4 separate regions of the Mus musculus genome follow, and regions 2, 3 and 4 are each linked to region 1. Evidence: chromatin contacts called from public capture Hi-C and promoter capture Hi-C data. All regions are on one chromosome and are shown on one strand. The core of a region is the stretch at or near the end of the contact, and the rest is flanking DNA. Distances in the headings are between cores, read along the strand shown.

Region 1 (3,776 bases), core at 564-3,063:
TAGTTTACCTAATGCTACATACCAAGCAAGTGACCAAACGTTCTCTTTGGTAGTTATCAGAGTTTGGGTCTCTTCTTTGAACAAATGGAAAAAAAAATTCCTGCTCCTCCTGCCTTACCGCATTTCAGGACAGAAAATAGCATCTTGTTATCTGATCAGCTGCTTGCATTTAGTAGGTAAGTGTGTGGAAATAGGTATGCATTCAGTGATGCAGGTGGTGTGGGTCAGTGTAGTACAGATCCTAACTAAGTGGTCATAAAGGTGAATCCCAACAGAGGGCAACTGAAAAGAGAAACATACCGGGAAAACTGAGGTTTTCTATGCCAAAACTAAGGATTGCCTGACAAATGTTGAATTATGATAGTCAGACTTAGGTAAAAAGTGAAAGAGCAAAAGATGCCAGTATTTCTAAGTAAACTCTGACATCCTGCTTCTAAGGTCCTGACCCTGTGCAAGGCACAAGCTCCTTACTGTTCCTCTCCATCCACCTTCCCATCTGTGACCTATCAGAGAATATGAACTCTGTCTTTGCAAAGCCCCCACAGTCAAGACAGGAGAGGGCTTTAGAGGCAAAACAATCTCCATGGGAAAAACTCCAAGTTAGAATTTCTTGGACAGAAGGGAAGCAACTCAGCATATTCAAGTCTGTTCAGTTAAGTTGATGAGTAGGTGGGGAATTCTCTAGTAAAACGGTGTTTTGTTTTGTTTTGTTGGGGCTTTGTTTTGTATTGCTCCCTTCATACAACAGACCTCTATTCTGTTTTATGTAGCAAGACTATTTATAAACTCTCTACCACCAACTCTAAATCACCAGCCACCACAGCTTGAATTTCATTAGTTAGGCTCTTTATGTCACCAGTTTAAGAGAGCTGACTGAAGAAACACTTTAACTCTACTAGACGGATATCCATGTAAATCTTCACAATGCTTTGTAAGCCAGTCCGTCAGATAGTTTTCCTATGAGAGCCACACCAGCATCTGGTTATATTGTGTATGCCCTACATCCCTGAACACATAGGTACACACACCCCTGCTTCCCCCTACCCACCCCCCGCTGGTTACACAGCTGGTGGCTGAAGAGAAACAGGCTCTGGGCTGAGACCTTACTCTGGCTATCCCGATCAGGGAGAAAGAAATCTGGGTTATTTCACTGATTCATTAGGAAAGAGCTTTCTACCCTCCCTTCTCTGGATCTTATCATGTCCTGTCTGCAAAATGAGGAGTTAGGGAGACAAAAGCCCCGTCTTCCTCATCTAACATTGCTTTAAGTTGGAAAAATAAAATTATAAAAGAAAACAAAAAGCATGAAAGGAAAAACAATGTTGGACTATGAAACAAGCAACTACAAACTGACTTCTGGGTGTTCTTTAAACGGAAGATAGTCTAAAGGTGTAGAACAGTCAGGGAACTGTGCTTTCTGGCCTGGGTGGGTTGCAGAACTCAGAAACCTTGGGTTGGCTCCAAGTTACAGTCCCTGGCCCCGCGGGGGGCCAGGCCCAAGTTTGGGAAAACAGAGTCAGGGGCTATTGTGGTCCAGACAGAAGCAGAAAGACACGACAGGCAAGCTTCCTTCCTGCCTTGCTCTTATCTGAGGGTGCAGAAGGCAGTAGGAGCATGCCTGGGGTGCAGGTGAGGCATGTCTACCCTAAGCCGGCCATCAGCTCCAGTTCCCCTCTCTTTCCAACTAAGCAGCTACCCACCCCCACTCGGTTGCACTGCAGAGCTCGGGCCCCCTCCCGCTCCTCCCTCAGCACCTCCCTGGCCCCGCCCACCCTCTCCCACCCAGCCTGGGACTGCGTCATAAGTAAGCCCAGACCTGAGCTCGCTGCTGCCTGTGGAAGACTGGGAGAGGAGACACTAAGTGCTGCTCAAGCAAGCGCGATCCTCTCCTCTTTCAACCTGCAGCCCAAGATACTGATTCGAGCCGCGCCTTACCGCGCAGCCCGAAGATTCACCATGGTGAAGATCGCCTTCAACACCCCTACGGCGGTGCAAAAGGAGGAGGCGCGGCAAGATGTAGAGGCGCTCGTCAGTCGCACTGTCCGAGCTCAAATCCTGACTGGCAAGGTAGTTCCCACTGGGCCCACCTCTGTCTTCTGGGGTTTGGGGATGGAGAGAAAAGGGGGAATATGCAGGTGCAGAGAGTAAACTGTTGGCTGCCCTGCAGCGGAGTTCCAGGCAGGCCAATCTGCATTGAGTTGAGTGGGTCACCTTTTACTCTGCTTCAACTTATTCCCTCTGCATCCATGCGATTCTATCGCTTAACACCACCTACCCCAGGGAAGTTGTTGGAAGGAGTTTGAAGAAATTCCTGCATGTCATTTGTTCTGAGAAATGGGTTATGGAATTATCCAGAGAAGCAATTATAGCTACAGGGGCCGAGCAGCCACACGGAGTGAACAAGGGCAAGAGACTTAACTGTTCTTTATTTTTGACATGGGTAAAGTTATATGAATCTCTGTCTTTGTAGGACTGCTTTTGTGGCGGTTGAATGGAGGCAAGGGGCAGCCTGAACTCCAAACTGTATGTTCTGGGGAAAGTGTGTTTCTGCACGCGCATGAGCGCGCGCGCGCGCGCGTGTGTGTCTGTGCACGCGCGCGCGCACACCACCCCCCCACACACACAATTTTAGTTAGTGTTAAGGGTTAGATAATGGAGCTATTAAAACATATATTGGTTTTAATTCTTGATAAATCACGTTTAAAAATAAAATTTGAGATCTTATTGTTTTGGTTGTTATTATTTTTTACTTTTTATTATTTTTTTAGCAATATCCCTCATATAGCCATGTGAAGCATATCCATGTTGCTATTTAAACAATTCATTTTCCAGGCACTGGAGAAGTTCTCTCTTCCTAGGTTGTTCATCTAGACAAATTTATATTTCCTTTTAATGCCAACCATGTTTGTAGTGTCGATAAACTCTTTTTCCTCAGTTAAATCTTAGTTTGAAAAAGTGATAATATTTTCTTCTACTTCTGTGGAATCTGCAGTACTGGAGCTCGATCTGCCTTAACTTGTCCTGGTGTCTTTAGAGAGTTTTCTCTTCTAGGTTCAGACTGGATATTTGAAAAGTGCTTTGAGTGACATCTGAATGCATATAGTAAAACATAATTATGCATACAATTTGGAATGCCAATGTGCGCTGCCGCAGAACTTTCATCATGGAAACTTCCGATATTTAACTGCAATCAAACTAGCTTTTGTGTATCACACATTTTAGAACTCAAAAGTAACACCCCCCTTGCATTGTTGAGGTTTTAATTAAATGACACAAGGTCAAAAATATGTAGTTGTCTTCCTACTAACTTTGTAAATGAAACACGGCCAGATTTGAGGGGAGGTCTAAGGAGATGCCAGTTGTTAAAAATAGCCACACAGTAATCCTTTTTTCCCCTCGCCACCAAAAACTTCATGACTTGTAGAAAGATTCAATTAATATGTAATACTTCTGCCAGTCCTGTGGTGTGATGGGGACTAAATAAAAACAAACCTTTCACTTGATTATATTTTTTGTTAGGTTTCAGAGAAGCGGCAATAGAATCCTGTCCTGGCCCCCTTTGTCAGTAAAACATGACACATTACTTTGCGATATATGGATTAGGTCTGATCAACAGAGAATGAACACATTGGACTGATATTGGCAAGTGATATACAGTAACTTTTAAAATACACTTCAAAAAGAAATTAGCTATGATAATCAATTCGTTCAACTACACCGAATCTCACAAAGTTAAACGAAAACAAAAGAAATCCTTGTTCCTCCTAAATAGGGAC
Region 2 (3,776 bases), core at 942-3,441, 480 kb after region 1:
TTCACTGGCTGTTCCTGTCTGTCAGTTATTTTCACCTGCTTCTGCTTGTCATGACAAAAAATAAATTAATTAATTAAAAAATTAAAAAGACCAAAAGCCTGGACAAGAGTCATTACATTTTATTAGACCCAGTGCAATAATTTAAGTTAATATGAATATCAGAAATAAATAGTATTAATTACTGCCCAAAGCTTAAATTTATAGAGCAAGGTGACATTTACATCCTAAATTCCTACATTCCTCGTGCTCTCATCTTCCCTGTCCTCTGAATTGCCTATTCAATATCAACTTTAATTGTGGAGGTCTCAGCTCTTTAGTCCCCCCTACCTGAACACCTTGCCCTCAAAGTGTGGGGTCAACAGCCTACCCCAGAATAGAACTCTGCACAATAGACTATTCACTGTTCTTATCAGTTGTTTATCCCCTAAAAGCTGAAAATGGATTCTCAGAGCTGAGTGGCCTTTTATGAAGTTCCCAATTTTTAGTACCAATATTGACAATTATAAGGGTTTTTTTAGTTCCCACTCCAGAGGGCCAAGAACAGACTGTATATGTTGACAGACAGAGAATAAAAGACAGTGACCAAATCACAGCAAGAGCAACAAACTTCAGTGCATTTTCTCCCACAAAGGGAATTGAATAGATTAAACTTTGTCTAAGCCTGGCTTGAGTGGTGCTATAAGGCATCTTCCCAGTCCTCCCTTTAACTTAGAGAATACACATTCTGAAAGGCTGCCCTGGTTGTTCCAAAAGGGCTTTCATTCACATCTCTGATTGGCAGCCAGGAGGTGCTTCAGAATGTAGGAGCCATGAGGTTTATCAGCTGAGCTCATCCTTTGCAAGAGTGCAACTTCTCATTTGCAACAAGGCAAAAGGATTTATAATCTATTTTTGTTGGGGCAAGCTGTTGGGAGTTTGCTCTGAAAAAATAAACATGTGAAAAAGCCACTGGATAACTTTGATTATAAGTTACTATTGAAGCTTTTATGCTAGTCAAGGAAAAGAAAGATGCATTATTTGGTAAAGCAGCAAAGTGAATAACATTATCAAGCTTTTTGACATACTCAAATTTTTTCAATTTCTCTGGTCTTCTCCCCCCACAAAAATCATGATAAATTACAATGCTGTATTTGCTTCCCAAACAGAAATTACCTAGCATACAATACTAATTAATTCAACAAGTCTTTTTCACTAAAAATATTTAAAATATTTATAATATGCAAGAGAATTTTAGACATGTCACATTGTGTTGCATTTACATGGCAAATAGCAAGTAATTTCACAAGTAATAGAAAATTCTATTTATGCTAGAATTCAGTTTTCATTCAAACATGATTCCTCCTTTATGGGCAGTTCATGAATTATTCAATATAGCAAATGTCACATTCTCCATAAATCAATTAAGCATCAAAGGCATGTAGTGTATAGTTTTACTAGAAGAAACCTCATCATAATAAAAGCCACGTTAGCTCACAATCTTTTGTAAACCAAAGAAATATAATGCTAGCCAAAAGACTTTCTAACTTATTCTACCCTGTGATTTTGAATCAGCTCTTTAGGACTGTGTTTACATGAAACAACAGCCTGAAAATCCTGTCTCTCTCCCACTGAAACAGTATTTACTGCCAAAACAATAGAAATTCTTGTGTTTTTTTTTTTTTTTTTTTTTTTTTTACCATTCAACACGATGATCCTTGTTCAGTACTTCAGAGCTGAAGTCTAACTTCTTTCCCCAAACACTCAAAGCATCAGCGTTTCGATTGAAGTTTCTTACACCATCCCCCACCCCCAAACGCCAAAATCAAATCTTTCTCAAAGAGACTTACCCCAAGAAAGAGTGTGCTAGATGAGAGAATGTGCTCATGCCTGTAGATAGTTAGCTAATAAACGTGTAAACTGGCAACTCGCACTTCGGAAGCGCATATTTTTATCCATAAAAAACAAAAACAAAACAAAACAAAAAACAAAAAACAGGGAAAGGTTAGCCCAGCCCAAAAAGAGCAGACTCTGGGCTGCCGCAGCTCCTTACTGCAAACCGCTCATTCTGAAAATGTGAGCTTATTTACATTTATCGCTTTCCCTTTGTTAAGGACTAGCCCTCTTTAATGCTGGAGCCCGCATGCCTTTAACAAACAGGACACAAGAAAAGGCCCAAAGTCTTGCTGGAGCCGAGGGCCGCCGGGGGAACTCTTGGGGGTCTCAATAGGAAATGCTTTTCATTGGATAAGGAGGCATTATTAGGAGCCGTGATCCCGCCCAATCCCCTGTGCTTCATAGTTCCCTTAGTCACCACCAATCGCTGGACTGAAGAAGTTTTTCCTTAAAGAGCATTGCCCAGGAAAAGCAGTTTCACAGTCAAGAATTAGTGGCTTAAGTGCCACTTGACAATATAAAAAGTGTCTTTCCTGACCAATTAATTCACAGAGAAAGCTTGTCTGCCTGTCTTTGCAGCAGGACCGCTACCCTCTTACAATTCTAATGAGAAGGAGGAGGAGACAAAACTCCAAACTGGGAGGAGCAGCCCTGTTTGCTCCTAAGTTTTTTTTTTTAAAACAATCACAAAAACTATTAGTAAGAATTAAGGAGAGGGCAGGGGGAAAGGCAAAAAAAAAAAAAAAAAAAAAAAAAACAACTGGAAATGCATGGTTATCACAGTTTGCATAATTGAATTTCTGTCACTCTCCAAAACAAAATTCAATTCAATACCATAGTCACTTACTTAAGCCAGAAAAAAAAAAATGCCTTCAGACTGTCCTAGTGAAGTTGCCCAGAGCTATAACACTCGCCTTACATGATCCACGCAAAGCTCAGTAGCAGAAGGAAAGCCATTTCTCTTAAATAACTGCATGGCAGGAAGTGTAATTGCCATGAAATTTTCGGAGGTTTACTAAAAGTAAATAGTTCAGATGCAATTTGTTCATAGAGAGCTGTTACCTTCTACTCTACCCCACGTTTGCCCTAGACAAGCTCTGAACCTTATAGGTAGACTGGACTGCCTTGGTCAACCACACTGCTTCCCCCTTGGCCTCCAGTTTTCTTTCTTCTCCTCCCTCTCCCTGGTCTGAGTTTGTTGTGGAAACTTCCCTTTTGTAACAGCCATTGCTAGCCTTTCCCTACTACCAGAAACTCCTCCCCTTGCCCATCCCTTTCTCCTCTACCTCCAAACACTGCCAATACCACCACCAACAGCAACGTCCTGCCCCTTCTTAGGAATGAAACCCCTTGGCAGGGATTCGTTGCTTCCCTTTTTCTGGGCAGAACCATGGCCCCCAGATGAATGGGAGAACCTCCATCTGCTGCTTCATAACTTCAATCTACATAGTTAAGCTACATCCCAAATAAAATGTGTACCATGCTTATCTTCACGTTCCCTTCAGACCTGTTTTGGAGCTTCCCTTACTAACCATCTGTAACAGGTCATTGTGAAGTTGACACTAGCCTTACTGACTCTGGAAAAAAATCTCTTTTCTACAGCTTCCTCTTCCACATCCCTGTTTTCTGTTTCTTGCTGGCTGCCTCAGGTTAACTTATTTCTATATCTTCACTGGTTGTCTTCCTTCTCATTTACTTTGGGCCTAGAGCAGCTTGTGATAGGCTAAAAAAAAAGTTAAAGATGAAATCACTCTTCTGCAGAACTTCATACTCTACTTGAAGGCAAAAAGACATACAGAGTAGTGAGATACCAAAGTGATTTCAAAAACAAAAACTATTAAAGTAGTTACAAGAAGTGTGAGTTCTGCCATAGTTCAGGGAATGAAAATAAAGCACCCGAGTGA
Region 3 (3,776 bases), core at 766-3,265, 360 kb after region 1:
TTTAAAGGCTAAATAATATTCCATTATATATACAAACATACATCAATCACATTTTCTCCACTCATTCTTCCATCAACAGATACTTAGGTTGTTTCAGCACTTTGGCTGTGTTGAAAAAATTTGACATAATCTTCAGAAGTTATTTTATTTATATTTTCATCCTTCGAGTTGAACTCAGGACTTCCTGAATGGAAGGTAAAGTGCAATTTATATTACCCACAGAAAATGAGAAGAAAATTATAATAGTATCTGTAGTCCCTAGATTCACACAATTCAGAAATCCCAAAATGTTTTATTGGGAATGTATGGTGATATCAAAATTAATGCTCTAGATGCAAAACTATGTTTTGTTTTGTTTTATTTTATTTTATTTTTATTTAGTTGCTTTGGTTTTACTTTGTGAGTCATAATCTGTCACAACTCATCAGATATTCAATTAAACAAGGAAAACAACAATGACATTACCCAAAAGTATTCATTAACTCCATATTTTGTGCCATTTTTCTGTCACAGCTCAAGTACTACAATGGTGTCACTATTTTTCACGTGGCTACATGTCCTACACAGAGCTCTCATCTTCCTCTCCTTAATTGTTAGCTGTAATCACGTCTACTATCTTGATTGAAACCTTCAGTGACCCATAAAAATGCACTAGTTCTGTGGTACACTCTTACTGAGATCTCAATGCCTTACTTCTCTGCCCCCAATTTGTACTGTACTTCAAGTAAACTAATCATCTCAATCTCCAAACACAGTAGAATGTCTGATCTCCAAGCCTTTGTATAAATCAATTCATCTCCATAAACTCCAGTTCCACTGCTGCCAGTTAAATTTTTACCCAATTTTCTGTCCAAGTATTGTTCAAAGTTCACGTCTTTCTTACTTTGTTGGAGAAGATCATTATGCTTTTTGAACACCCAGAAAGTGTAGTCATTTACATTATGCTGGGGTTTGTATTTCTGTCTATTTGTCTCATCTAATGTGCCCCTTCAACCTCTGGATAGCAAGTATAAGTCGTGTGTGTGTGTGTGTGTGTGTGTGTGTGTGTGTGTGTGTGTGTTATATGACATATAAATGTGTATGTTATCTATGTATATGTAAAAAGGCTCAGTCACATTGTTGAATTAAACTGAATTGAATAGAATCTCATGGTCATCAAGATTTAAGATACATACACACACACACACGATTTGAACAAGACATCTTAGCAATATAAGTATGTCTTTGCCTCTAATGATATTCTTTACTTTTTAAATTAAATGTCCACCTATGTTGTTACAATAAATCCAATTTAGTGGAAAATTCTGGTGTGAATCAAATACAAATGAAACTATTAAAATGTTTGAGTTCTCAAAATCATCTTTAAAAATTCTATGATTCTTTTCTATTTTTTAGTCAAATTATTTTAAGCCTGTTTTTATATTCTTAAAGCAACTGTCATACCTCTATTCATGAGCGATTTCCTCTATCTGTCAAGAGGAAAGAGCAAGAGATAAATAAGCTGGGCTTCAGTTCCGGCCCTGCTGTAAAATGTAGATAAAAATCCTTGCCTCAGAGGATTTTTGCAAGAACCAAGGGCAAGAATACATGTGAAGTGAATGCTTTTGAAATAGAGAAAAACAAGACACTGCAGTCAGGTATTGTTACATGCTTCACTGATCTTTAATGAAAATATTAGATCAGCACAATGCATTAAAAACATAATTAGATTAAGTCCTATGAAAGTCTTCCTTTTCTTCCTTGGTTGAAGAAAAATGTATAGATCCCAGTACAGTTGATCTGATCAAGTCATCTTAGCAACAATAAAATAAAATAAACAAGAATAAACAATTCAATTGCTAAGTGAATAACCTTCCAAAAATCAGCCTGACTTGTCAAATATAGATTCAGATTTATTCCAAGTGTTTTCCCTTGCTCTTTGCATTTCAGTGTAATGATATTTTAGAGTATACAGAAACAGGAAGCCAGTAATGCTTTTGCTGAAGTCATCCTTGGTCCTTTTCCTTGATCAGATCTCTTGCAGCTGTGTAGTAACTTACAGCAGATTCTCATGGGGGAAAATGTGCATACTGATTCAAGAAGTTACCATAGAATCTGGCAACATCATATTGTTTTTCTCTAATTCAATCATTTACCTCATCACTCTTATGGAAAAGAAGTTTGGTGAACAAAATATAGAACATTTTACATTTATCCAGAATTTTTGAAAGTCACAGAAAGGGTAAGGTTTTGAGGGTATGAAAATGTCATTCAACAGAGAAGCAAGTTTTCTAACCCAGAAATATTTATATGTACCAAAGCTATCACCTAAAAAATAGGACCATGTAGGTTTCAGAATTAGTCACATTGTTAACAAAGAGCCATCACTATTTGATGTCTTCCCAAGTCTTCAACAAACATCTTCCTAGAGAAGTTGGTGTATTTCATGAAGAAAAAAAACTTAAAAACCAGCAAATATCTATTGATAATATTTAATATTCGTGAGGAAGTGGGGGAATTATCTATACTCATTGTTTTGAAGGATAATTAAACAATGTCTAGAAGCATTTTTAAGCCATATAGCCACTAACACAGAAATTCAACTTTTATAAAATCCTCAATCAAGTGTTTATAAACACAGAAATAAGCAAATATTCAATGAAATGATGCCTTGTTATTTTGAACTTAGTCTGAGACAACTGAAGCAATATGAAATCATTATAGTATATAAGTAGTAGAAACCTAATTCATTGAAACCACTTACGAATTCCAGAACATCAAGGATTTTACATACTTTACACCTATTAATACATTCAAATCTAGCCACTATCCAATTATATAGAAACTGGAATTAGGAGGGAAAAAAATTGCTGAGATGTCTCTGCAGTTAAGAACACTGTCTGCTCTTCCAGAAGATTCAGGTTTGATTCCAGGATCCACATGGCAGCTAAAAACCATCTACAACTCCAATTCCAGGGAATACTGTACCCTATTCTGGCCTCCAAGTAACTGAATGAAAATAATACCCAGATATGCATGCAGGCAAAACACTCACGCACATAAAAAAATTTAAATGAGAATAAATCTCAAAAAAGAAAAAAATACTTCCTCTTTTGTTGGGGTGATACAAAAAAACAGATAACCAGAATTCTAGTTTATCCAATAAAACACTGAAAGTTTCGTGAAAGATCTAGCTCCCTTCTTACTCCATCCTACATATCCCTTTTATTACTATGTGATATGGTCCTATTTGAGTACTTCAAATATGATCAAATATGCTTAGGAAACTGGTCATGCCAAAACCCTAAAATTGTTATAACAATAAAGATTCATTATAAACTAAGTGCTCTTGCATTTATATCTCCAAAAAGTATAGTTTTCTAATCCCAAATTGGTATTCTATAAAAGCCCACTGAATGCATCTTCATTGTCTCAGACACACTCAAATGCTATATATGTCTGAAAAAGAACTTAACAGTTTTCCCTCAAACATTTTTCTTTTGTACTAAAAGAACGTTGACTCTCAAGTATCTTCTATCATTCTGTCTCTCTCTCTCTCTCTCTCTCTCTCTCTCTCTCTCTCTCTCTCTCTCTCTCTCTCTCTCTCTCTCTCTCTCTCCCCCTATCTTTTTGAAACAGGATCTCTCACTGAAGTAGTTCACCATTTTAACTAGGTTGTCCTATCAAAAAACTATTGGGTTTAGATCAGCCTCCCTCATCCTCCAGTGTTGGGGTTGCAGGGACAAGCAACTGTGTGTGGCTTTTTACATAGTTGCTAGGATTTCAACCACAGGTTC
Region 4 (3,776 bases), core at 816-3,315, 310 kb after region 1:
GAATGAAGCTCTATTCATTCCCTAAGTACAAGCTCGATGGCTCCTCATCCTCTCCTCCTCATCCTCTCAACTCTCCTTCTCTTTTAAAGCTCTTGTCATTAAGAAACCAGCACAACTTAGCAAACATGTATATAAAAATTACTTCTATTTTCCTTGATAGTAGGGGTAGTTGTCTTAGAAAAAATGAAAAAGAAAAAGAACCAGAGATGTGTTTTTAAAAAAAAAGCAAAATCATTGTTCTAATAAAAGTGCTAAAAGTATATATGTCCACATTCTTCTTGGTGACAACATACACTATAGTTACAAAGTACCAATGCAATGAGTAGATTGTTCTAAGTCCAGGATTGGTTCTTTACAACAGCAAGCTTTCATTAATTTTTTGTTTGTTTGTTTCTTGAAAGAACTAATGTCTTTCAAATCCTGATATGAACTTCAAGTAAAATTTTGGGATAATTTAATTAAAGTACACTGTAGAACTCCCCACCCAACCATTGCCCTGATTGTGGAAAATTGTCCATACTGTAGTTTCACAGCAAACATATCTGTGTTCTTTGTTAGAACCATGGCAAGAGCATCATAGAACCCCAAGTTATTTATCTCAAACACAGCCACCAAGTACCACCCCAAAACTTCCCCCAAAACTGTGCTTATTCACTTGGAGTTCTTTGTTCTTTCACTACTTGGATTTAATAGTCCATACAGTTCAAACCGAACAACTTTTTCAATTAGGCCCTAAAAAGAACTGTGTTTGACCAAAGAAGCAATTGGATTCAGCAAAAAACATTATAAAAAGCAACTGTCCTAAATTTATGGCCTAGATAATCCGTATAGTTTAGACAATTAGAAACCCTAAGTATATTTGCATAACGCCTACCCATGTACCCTGTATTTTAGTTTTGCATAAATTCTCTAATTAGTAACTATAACAATGACTCCCTGCATTTATTTAAACAAGCAAAACAAAAATATCCCCACTTGAAGAATTCTAAAAATCGAGACTCTCTTCTCTTGAGAAGCTGAGCAAAGTCGGCATCATTGTATGTAGACTAATTCTGGGATTATCCAAGCACACAGTCTGCCATGAAGAAATCCCTAGAGAAGCTGGTTTTTGACTCACTACTGCTAGCTCCACTCTAAAGTGCATTCACTGAAAAGATAAGTGTCTCACATTTGAACTCTGCTATCTCTAAGCATTGAAGTTAGAACAACAATGAATCAAGGAATACCTCTGAACAAACTTTGACAATCAAACGGGTCATAGGTAGTTTTATACTACTGAAAGACACAGTCTTCTGTAAGGAAAAATGAACATGTGTTTTAAGACACAGTTCATAGCTGTAATTCTGCCACTAATTACCTGAATGTTCTTAAGTGGCTTCATCTCACTGTCTCAGATAATTTGACTGTATCATAAGGAATTTTTATCTGTATAGACCTTTTAGCTCCAAAATAAATCATCAGACTGTCTTCCTTCATGCTAGAGAAAAAAAAAAATACTATTTGTCCCAGTATCTCTGTAAGCTAAGATTACCATTAAGAGCTCAAACCTAGATTATTTTTTGTATGTAACTAGATAAATTACACACAGCACAAGTTCAAATCCTCTTTTATTGACTAAGTATGTCAAATTGTTCCAAATGAGACTAAATGCAACACTGTACTTACCTTTTGTGGCATCCACTACTCCTTGTCAACTGTATAGAAAGCCCCTTTAGCAAGCAGTGAGTTGCATCACATCCTTCATACTGCTATTGTAACAGTGGAAGCTGATCACATTATACTTCACTTTGAACTCTGGCTAGACTGAAAGACAATCACATTTCTTCCCTCTGTAACAATCCTGAGATGGGAAACCAAAGACCATTTTATTCAAAACACGGCCTTCACATCTGCCCCAGTCCAGATCTTTCTTTCTCCACCAATCCTCCCAAACAGAACCACAAAGTTACAGGTGCTGGGCTAGAACTTACCCTGATGCTGAGCTGGGATAGAGTCTTGTATATTTGCAAAGAGATGAGAGTAAAAAGGTACAACTCTGGGCAGCAAGCACATATCCTGCTGATAACTGAAAGAAAAATAATGTTGAAAGAGGAAGTAGAGCACATTAATGTCTCACCACAGAAACCTTGCTTGCACAGAACGTAGGTAAGTCCCTTGAGCAGATGACGTTAATCAAGTGTGATTTCTTCTTTATTTCGTTTGTGCTGTACAAACAGCTAATACGTCCTTGTCTTCTTAACTGTTACCTACCTTATTTCCTTCTACCACAACTCGAATGTTTTTCTTACTAAATCCAGTAGGTTTGGGGCCAAGATAAGACTTCTAAGCCAAATATAAAGAAAATTTACCTAAGACCTGGGAAGCTGCTGCTCTTTGAATTTTGGGAGGCAAACTTCAAAATACATATCAAAACTAACAATGGGACTCTCTCAGTTTAAACTTTCCACTCAATCTAGATCATCCTCATCTCTATCAGTCCATTTCTAGATTCACATTTTAATGTGTACTTAACTTGTTTTGTTTATTTATTGTGCCTTTGCTATACTGAAAACTACATCATACTGAGAGCAAAGGCTATGTCTAGATTATTTTTGTACTGTACATAAAGTATTTTCACAAATGTTTAAGTGAAAAGTGTGCAAGTGGGTGAATAAATGAATTCTCAAGGAATGTACATGTAAGTAAAAGAAAAGTGTGATTGATCACAGATCTGCCTCTAGTGTAATAGGAGTCTTCACAATGATTCTTCACAATGTCTATGGAATTGTCAGAAATACGCAAGTAAATACTACACACATAGAAACAACACTTTCAGCTAAGTTTCAGAAAAAAATCTCAGAAACAAGGCTTACTTACAAAGTAGTACAAACCTCTACAGGCATGTGAAAGAACCACACTTAGACTTTGCAGCCTGCAGCTGCAACAAACTTTCTGGGTAATAACCATAGTAAGGAAGAAAAACATAAATACTTGTGGGTTAGGTCAAAGAGTAGCATTTTGATTCACAGATAAGACTGGTGAAAGAAGGAAATAGTAGACCACGTTTTTGTAGGAGGGCAACCTGGAACTGCAACAGCTCATTTTGCAACGAATGCATCTTAGAAAAGCAGAACCGTTAGAGATCTAGGTGGAGCTAGGCCCAGCACTCAGGGATGTCCAATAAAAAGTCACAGGGGCGTTGAGGGATGGAAAAGAAATGATTTTAGCATTAGAAACTAAGAGTCTGGGCTGATTGATGATAGGACCATGACTTGTGAGGATTGGCAACAAAATAGGGTATTCTTCCTGGCTGAACTATGTAATGAAACAAGCTTGACCTTGCAGTCCTCTTCTTAATTCGGATTGCATAGATTTATCCAGCTCCAATCTGTTGTTAATTTCGTTTTTTGATTTGGCATCCTTACTGAAAAGAGACTAAGCTGACAGGCCAACACACATCTCAGTCCATTTGGCAGTTCTTTTCTGTACTATAAATTATTAAATTGGCGTCCTGTTGCAAATCTGTCCCTTGCGAGTATGAGCATTGTGAGCCAGTTTTCTAAGGTATTATCCTTCTCTGAAAAATACATATGTACTTCAAGATCTGCTGAACTTTGAGGCCAAAGCCTGGGATAGAAGGAGAAAGAAATCCTTTCCTGACAAGTGACCAGTGTCACCACATACCACATTCATTTCGCAGACAATTTCTTAATGTTGCTAGAAGAAAAGCGTGGTTACTTACCCCACCTCTCTCTTGTATTCAAGTAGCCTTGCCTATCATCATCTCTAACAAGGAA

What was found. Promoter capture Hi-C pulls out the DNA fragments that hold promoters and counts their contacts. Capture Hi-C pulls out chosen DNA fragments and counts their contacts.
Region 2: a capture Hi-C map of macrophages shows a contact between it and region 1, with 5 times the contacts expected there. The contact joins the promoter of Lpar4 here to the promoter of Itm2a in region 1. A contact is called at or near these places in 9 of 39 promoter capture datasets (the C10 cell line, the HPC-7 cell line, cranial neural crest and 5 more), 1 of 484 Hi-C or Micro-C datasets (myocytes), 3 of 115 datasets of contacts at active chromatin or transcription factors (craniofacial prominence, embryonic stem cells and stem cell-derived neural progenitor cells) and 3 of 9 other capture datasets (adipose tissue, liver and macrophages).
Region 3: a contact with region 1 is called in a promoter capture Hi-C map of the HPC-7 cell line, with 2.4 times the contacts expected there. The contact joins the enhancer-like site here to the promoter of Itm2a in region 1. A contact is called at or near these places in 5 of 39 promoter capture datasets (the C10 cell line, the HPC-7 cell line, liver and 2 more).
Region 4: a promoter capture Hi-C map of liver shows a contact between it and region 1. The contact joins the promoter of P2ry10 here to the promoter of Itm2a in region 1. A contact is called at or near these places in 6 of 39 promoter capture datasets (cranial neural crest, embryonic stem cells, hippocampal neurons and 3 more), 1 of 115 datasets of contacts at active chromatin or transcription factors (memory CD8 T cells) and 3 of 9 other capture datasets (adipose tissue, liver and macrophages).

What each region holds. Positions count from the first base shown.
Region 1 is chrX:107,401,397-107,405,172 of GRCm38.p6, reverse strand. It overlaps Itm2a (integral membrane protein 2A), which reads left to right and starts at 1,813. Exons shown (of 6, transcript NM_008409.2): 1 at 1,813-2,067. The coding sequence starts at 1,957.
Region 2 is chrX:106,919,040-106,922,815 of GRCm38.p6, reverse strand. Lpar4 (lysophosphatidic acid receptor 4) reads right to left here and starts at 2,191. Exons shown (of 3, transcript NM_175271.4): 1 at 1,827-2,191.
Region 3 is chrX:107,037,565-107,041,340 of GRCm38.p6, reverse strand. No RefSeq gene overlaps it. Among named protein-coding and RNA genes, the nearest start is that of P2ry10, 50 kb to the left of the region's middle. Within about 2 kb of position 2,015, at least 5 of the 459 cell types and tissues checked have an H3K27ac peak or open chromatin away from gene starts, as enhancers often do. A contact at or near this core is called in the HPC-7 cell line, where this site is marked.
Region 4 is chrX:107,087,622-107,091,397 of GRCm38.p6, reverse strand. It overlaps P2ry10 (purinergic receptor P2Y, G-protein coupled 10), which reads right to left and starts at 2,065. Exons shown (of 3, transcript NM_172435.4): 1 at 1,971-2,065; 2 at 1,666-1,840.